Regions from separate parts of the Rattus norvegicus genome. Here region 1 is linked to region 2. Evidence: chromatin contacts called from public Hi-C data. All regions are on one chromosome and are shown on one strand. Each heading gives the region's core, a stretch centred on a gene start, on an enhancer-like site or on the middle of the called end of the contact. The rest is flanking DNA. Distances are from core to core; before and after follow the strand shown. Region 1 has its middle 220 kb from the start of Alx1. Region 2 holds the start of Nts (neurotensin).

Region 1 (3,392 bases), core at 579-3,078, 390 kb before region 2:
TCCCATTGGGGTCCCCAGGCTCAGTTCAATGGTTGGCTGTGAATATCTGTACCAGACTCCCAGATCTCCCAGGGACTAAAACACCAACCAAAGAATATATATCTCAGAGTATTGCCTATCTGGCATCAATGGGAAGGGAGGCCCTTGGTTCTGTGGAGGCTTGGTGCCCCAGAATAAGGGTATGCTATGGGAGTGAGGTGAAAGTGGGTGAGTGGGTGGAAGAACACGCTCTTAGAGGCAACGGGAAGGGGAGATGGGATGGGCGGGTTTGCGGAGGGAAGACATGAAAACGGGACAACATTTGAAATGCAAATAAATAAAATAACAAATTAATAAATAAAAAAGAGAAATAAAGTAAAAAGAAATGAAGAAAAAAGAAAGAAAGAGAAAAGGGCTTCTCCTGGTAATCCAGCTGATTTCTGCTGCTCCCACTGACTCGTGAGGATTCAAAGGAATCTTGCACTCTTGGCTGGATCAAGTTGCTGCTACTGATTCCTGTTTGGTGTTTGCTATTAGACTGTACTGTTGTTATCCTAGCAATGAACAGTGGAACTGACCCCCAAAACTACTTCTAAATAGGTCCACAACCCCTTTTCCTATTAACCTTCTTTTCCTCCTACCTCTGGTCTGTGGCTAGAAGGGAGGTTGAAGCGTTCAAGAATCCTAAATAAAGTAGGTAGAGGAAAAATCTAAGCCTACACATCTCTCTTCTTAACTGTTGATGTTTTCATTCTTGTTTGCCTAGGGGTGAGGTGACTATAAATATTGCTGATATAAAGGAGACCAATGAGAAACAGTTCTCCTTGATAGGTGGATCTTGGGTTTGCTCTTGAATAAATAAATGAGTGACAAAGGAATGAAAGTATTTGGGACCCTTTTAGACTAACATTGGTACCACTGGAGTTGGTGTCACACCCAACAGTACCTATATATCTAGTTCAGTTTTGCAACTTAAATTCATGTTTATAGCAAAAGGGAGGATAGTCAATAGAAGGAGCAAGATAAAGTTTAGTATAACTACAGAAACAAGTGTACTAATACATATATATGCATATTTATATACCCGTACATTAAGCTTAATTTAGAAAATATATATTATTAAGAATTAGTAGACATTATTATAATATAGTCATCATTAAGAATTAATTTCACACTAGCAATTTTATTAACCCTGCCTGCAAAGCAGCTTGCCCTTGTTAGAAAGAGGACTTATTGATTAATTAATTATTATTTTAAAAGGTCTTTGATTGCTACTTTATGTTGGGCTCCATGCTGAAAATCATAATGCTAAATAAGATTTCTATATCTGCTCCCAAGAAGGAAACATTCAATGCTGAGAACCCTTTGTTTAGAAATGTAAAAAGTATGACCACTTACATTCTCTTCCCCAAAGAGACTTATTTTTTCTTCAGTTTCCAGTTCTGCTTTATACAGTAATACCATTTTAAAAATTGAAAATGTACTTTTAATATAGCATATTCTGATTATAGATCTTCCTCATTTTCATAAAATATAAACTACAAATTATTTTTCGTCATTTAGATAAACGAAATAAGAAAAATAAGGATCTTATGAACATGAAAATAATTTTTGATTTACATAAATTTGTACTGTCAGTACTGGAAAGTAAGACTGTCAAATGATTTTTCATGTGCAACGATGCCCAAGAAAAATGTAACACAGCAGTCTACTAATTCCTCATGGATCACGGTATAAAATAATTCCTGGTTGACGTTATAAGAGATTGATGTGGCTGTCAAGTACCCTTTATAAGAGTTTTCTGTTAATAAGTGTCAGAATGTCATGCTGTGAACACTTACCATGAATACAACCTGAGGTACCGTCACAGAACACTGATCTATGCTTGGAGCTAATGATTGACTCACTCCAGTGATGTAGTTAGCAATTTCAGGCTCTAAAAGAAAAAAAAGAATAATAATTACAGTTCCTGCACTAACATTCACAGTAAGTTCCTCACATCCTCACTCCCAAAGCAGCCCCCAAATTGAGATGTAATGTGGGTCCTGAGAGATTAACAATGTTCACCTCATTATTTTTAAATGGAAAACATAATTTATCCTTCACTTGGATTTGAAAGAATTTTATATTGACTAACACATGGAACAGTATACTAGAAATAATGGCTTTGAACTTACTGAACTTTGTTGGTTATTTGTTCCCTTCTATAACTTCAATAATGGCTTGAAATCTCAAAAATAGATAGGTAGGGCTGGAGGGATAGCTCAACTGTGAAAGGCTAGGCTCACAATGACCAAAGTGTCAAAACTATGTAACTTAAAACACTGTAATTGCTGTAACAGTGTTGCTTAACTTCAAATGAAAATGGTCAGCCACATACACATAGATAGAAAATTTACTCTTTAGAAATATTTCCTTTGGGGTTGGGGATTTAGCTCAGTGGTAGAGCGCTTGCCTAGCAAGTGCAATGCCCTGAGTTCGGTCCCCAACTCCGAAAAAAAAAAAAAAAAGAAAGAAAGAAAGAGAAAAAAAAAGAAAAGAAACATTTTCTTCTAATGAGCTTCTATCTCTTAGTGCAACCTTTGATTGTATGTCTTCAAATTTTATTATCTATCAGTTTGTTGTATGCAGTTATTCAACCTGAAATTTGATTATTGATATTTTGTTATATAGAGGATATTATACAATGAAATTCCCAAAATGTGTGTGGTCTGGTTTCTATTCCCATCGTGGCCATAGTCTGCCTGGATTTAACATGATGGCTATGTCTGTAATTGAATGAGCTCTCCCTTGGTGCACCAAACGCGATTTATAACTGTAACCTTTCCTCAACTGCTCTACAAAGACAGCATAGGAATTATACAATCTTTACATGATGCTTTAGTCATGTCTTGTTATTGGCATATTGAATAAAAGTGTACTGTAATTCCCTTCTGTTTCTTAGTGCTCAATCATGACTCTGCTTCATACAGTGGCTGTGCCTTAAAACACAGAGTTTACAGGATGAGGCTAGAGAACCTGAACATCCTATCTGTGTACACAGTGGTTCTTAATCCTAAATGGACGTTAAAACTACTTAGGGCATTGAAAAAATAAAGCCTAATGTTCACAGACACTCTGCATACAGTAACATAACTTCTACTGTATAACTAGACAATCTTTGTTTGAAAAAAAATTCTCTGTGGTGGTATGAATCTGAAGAGAAACTATAAGGAATTAATATCCATATTTCCTACCCAGAAATGCATTTTAACTAAACCATTCTTCATTCAGAAAATGGTAGGCGTCTCTAATTTAAGCACTCAGGAACTGAGGTAAGAAGATTGTAAATTCATGATCAGCATTAGGTTCGTAGTAAGATCTTTTCCCCTTTAAAAAAATTCAGCGAAACTGGGAAACGGGAAAGTGCCTTG
Region 2 (3,577 bases), core at 1,063-3,562:
CATTTATGGTTTATCAGTCTTATTAATCACAGTAGGTTTCAGAGCACTTTGTGAGGTATTTGTTTCTCTGCCGTGCTTCAGTTGTTTTGTTTAGAAAAAGGCTGACTTTCTGTGAAGACCTCTCTTGGCAGTTCTCTTTGGGAATCTTCCCAGGCACTGAGCAAAAACCACTGGGCACCTGTCACTTCCTGCCAAACAGACCCTTTAATACTATTGCTCTAATTTGAATAAACTAAGATCAAAAAGGAAAGGGGAAGCATTAGCAACATCGTAATCTTATCAAAAAGTGTTATTTGTTTATTTTTAGTAATAAAGAATATTACCAAAGGGAATGTTTGGTCTTCAGTCTTTCATAGTGGTTGCTACACGTTCTTGTAGTGTTTCTTTGGCATTTTTATATATACATAAAATATGTCTCACATTAATAATGAATATTCATGTGATACGCTTAGAAGGAGTTAATTAATCAGCAATACATTTATAAACAGTTCCCTAAACTTCCACTTGCTGGGAAACCACTTCAGGGAATAAGCTTCACATTTTCCTTTCACCATCAGACAGCTAACGCATATTTTAGCACTTCTTCAAAGATGATTCTTTGTGTTTTATAACGTAAAGCAAAGAAAATAGCATTCAAAGAATATATAGGTTATTAGCTTCTTTATTAATGAGGGTCTGAAATTATTCTGTCACACAAATGCTGGGACAATAAGAGAAAAACAAGCATTCTCTGTGAAGACGGAAAGCTTTCTATACTTCCACTGCTCCCCCTAGCGGAAGGAAAAATTCATGCATCCTTCAGGCTTACCAGTCAATCATCCTTTAGAGAAAACTATTCCAGGTGAGTCAAATTAAGCTTTTTTTTTTTTTTTTTTTTTTTTTTGCCACAGAAACAACAAAACAAAATTAAAGTAATGGAAAACTAAAACTACTGTTTAACTTTTGAACATTGAGTTGAATTAAAATATCTTTTACTATTTAAAACAACTGTTCAAGTTTTGTAACTAATGATTTCCTCTAAGGGAAAAGATAATCTCTTACCAAATACTGGATATTTAAACCAACTGTCTGTAGTAACAATCCTGATTTTTTCCTTAGTTATTATTTACATGATTAGTGGGTTTTTTTTTTTAAAGAAATAATCGGATCTCAGAAATCTTTGGTTTTAGATATTCATATTCCTAATACCAGTTCAGGACACTTCTTGTATTAGCAAGGATCCTCTACAGGAACAAAGCTATGCCTCAAAAGGCGTTTGAGCAATTTTCTTCCAGTAATCAAGAGAAGGAAAGAATATCATTGTAACTAACAAGTTACCTGAAGATTCTCTCTTAGAAATGTGACTCCAGTGGTTGCTGGTTATATAGACTATTTTCTGTCTAAAGTACAGTCACTTTTCTACAAATAAAAAGGATTAAACTGAAGGGAGAGAGTGCTAAGGGAGTTCTGAAATGAAGGAGAGAGGAAGATACAGTATCGGCAACAAATAAACAGTTAAAAATGTAGTAAAAATGTGATTAATTATGAAATTAATTGGGGGAGGTATAATTAATACAGCAATTCATAGTTTACCTTTTGATGCATAACCTATTTGTGCCTCTATTTTATAAATATTATTTAAAACACCCCATGAAAGACCAGCATATGAAATTTAGACTCCCCTCAGCTACATACAATAAACTTTCAAGAAGTAGGACATAATACTATTCATTAGATCTAATTTCCTTCCTTTTATACTGATATTTTTCCTTTACCTTGGATGTTTTGTTACTCTATTCCATTATTATATTCAATTTTCTTTTGTCTGTTCCCCTTCCTATTTTAGTACATGCTATAAAAAATTCTTTATGAGTTTTGAGACCACGAAACACGTGCTCAGAAGTTTGTGTTACCAGAAAATATACCCCAAGTCTTTGAGTCTTCCAAGCAGTGATATCTCTCTAGAACTTTTGCTTATATATTAGGAATAAAAAAAAACCCCACATTTTTAAAAATCAAAATGACAAATGTCTGGGAGCACGATAGGGGATTAGAAATAAAAGGTACCGGGGTGCCTCTTCCTAGCTGTACACTGCAGTGCTTTTGAACAACCCTTTCCGTGAGTCAGAAACCCTGAGCAACAGCTGCAATTAGGGAAGATCGTCACTTTCAATCAAGGTTCATGGGTGGGGGATGAGATGAGGGACAAAGAGAAAGGAGGGGGGATGGAGATGAAGGCAGAGCACATCCTGTACAGTCATGACATCACCCTCCTGCTCACGTATATATAGGGCATGGCCAGAGCATCTCTCACAGTTCACTCACTTTCAAAGCCAGCTGAAGGCAAGAGGAAGCACCAAGAGAGCTCCTTCCGTGTCTGTGTGGACCTGCTTGTCAGAAGGCTGAGACAAGATGATAGGAATGAACCTTCAGCTGGTGTGCCTGACTCTCCTGGCTTTCAGCTCCTGGAGTCTGTGCTCAGGTAAGCTCGCACCTCTCTGAAGTGAGTGATTTCTCTTACAGTCTGCTGCTACTCAGGTAAATGAATCCAGGAGGAATCTCTCTCTCTCTCTCTCTCTCTCTCTCTCTCTCTCTCTCTCTCTCTCTCTCTCTCTCTTTCTCTCTCGTATAAGAACTGAAACTATTATTATTTTTTTCTTTTAAAAGTCTGTAAAGCAGGCAGTTCATGAGGTTTCAAGGAAAGGCAAACTATTTTCCTTTGGAATATAACTACTAGAGGGAAAAATCAATAAGAGTAATAAAACAAGGATGAAAACTAGAACAGAGGCAGAGCTTTTCAGCAGGCTCCCATGAAGAGATCTCATGCATGATTTTTTATTCTCATCTTTTCTCACTGCCTTAGCTGGTGGCTTCTCTCACTTACCTTTGTGATTTTCCTCAAGTTATTTTCAACTCTACATGTGTGTTAGAACATGTGAAATAAATACCAGTAAATAAAAGAGTGTTTCTAATGCAACAAAAAGTGTCCCAAGTCCTTTGAGAATGTATATTTTAAAGAATTTCATTCTGACAGTCGTGATGCTCATATAGCTGCTGCTTTTTTGAATGTAATCTAAGTTGGCACAAACTATAACCATAAAATTGGTATACTTCTATTTATGATAAATTTAGCTTTACAGTGTTCTGTATATAACAGTTAAGAAGAAGAAATGTATTGTTATCAGATGAATTACGTCTTCTTAAAAATAAAATAAATTTAAGACTAATATGAAATATTTTGATGATGGCAATGTATTTTAATTAATAATTGGAAATAATTGAACAAACACCTAACAGTGGAAAATCTTAAAGACAAATGAAGTAAAATCACTTAACTTATATTTGTGAATATTGTTCTTAATAACCAAGACTCTGAAGTGTTAGTTCAAACTAAGATTTTTTTAAATACAAAGATAGCTATCAGAAGTTATCAGACTGTGATATGTTTTGGATGATCTTATTAGTATAAGAGCCTGTAAATATTTTATAAGCCAATGGAGCTTTCCCATAACTATAATTTTATCAAGTAGTTACAGAAATATAGTTCTAATTATAGATTCTAAAATTAGCTTATTGATTAAAAACTGTATATTAGCTC

Evidence for each region. Hi-C and Micro-C count contacts between places; a contact is called where the count stands out from the background.
Region 1: a Hi-C map of kidney shows a contact between it and region 2, with 5 times the contacts expected there. The contact joins the enhancer-like site here to the promoter of Nts in region 2. A contact is called at or near these places in 9 of 12 Hi-C or Micro-C datasets (Schwann cells, frontal cortex, hepatocytes and 5 more).

Annotation. Positions count from the first base shown.
Region 1 is chr7:39,844,842-39,848,233 of GRCr8, reverse strand. No RefSeq gene overlaps it. Among named protein-coding and RNA genes, the nearest start is that of Alx1, 220 kb to the left of the region's middle. Within about 2 kb of position 1,828, at least 1 of the 93 cell types and tissues checked has an H3K27ac peak or open chromatin away from gene starts, as enhancers often do. A contact at or near this core is called in kidney, where this site is marked.
Region 2 is chr7:39,459,623-39,463,199 of GRCr8, reverse strand. It overlaps Nts (neurotensin), which reads left to right and starts at 2,312. Exons shown (of 4, transcript NM_001102381.1): 1 at 2,312-2,461. The coding sequence starts at 2,392.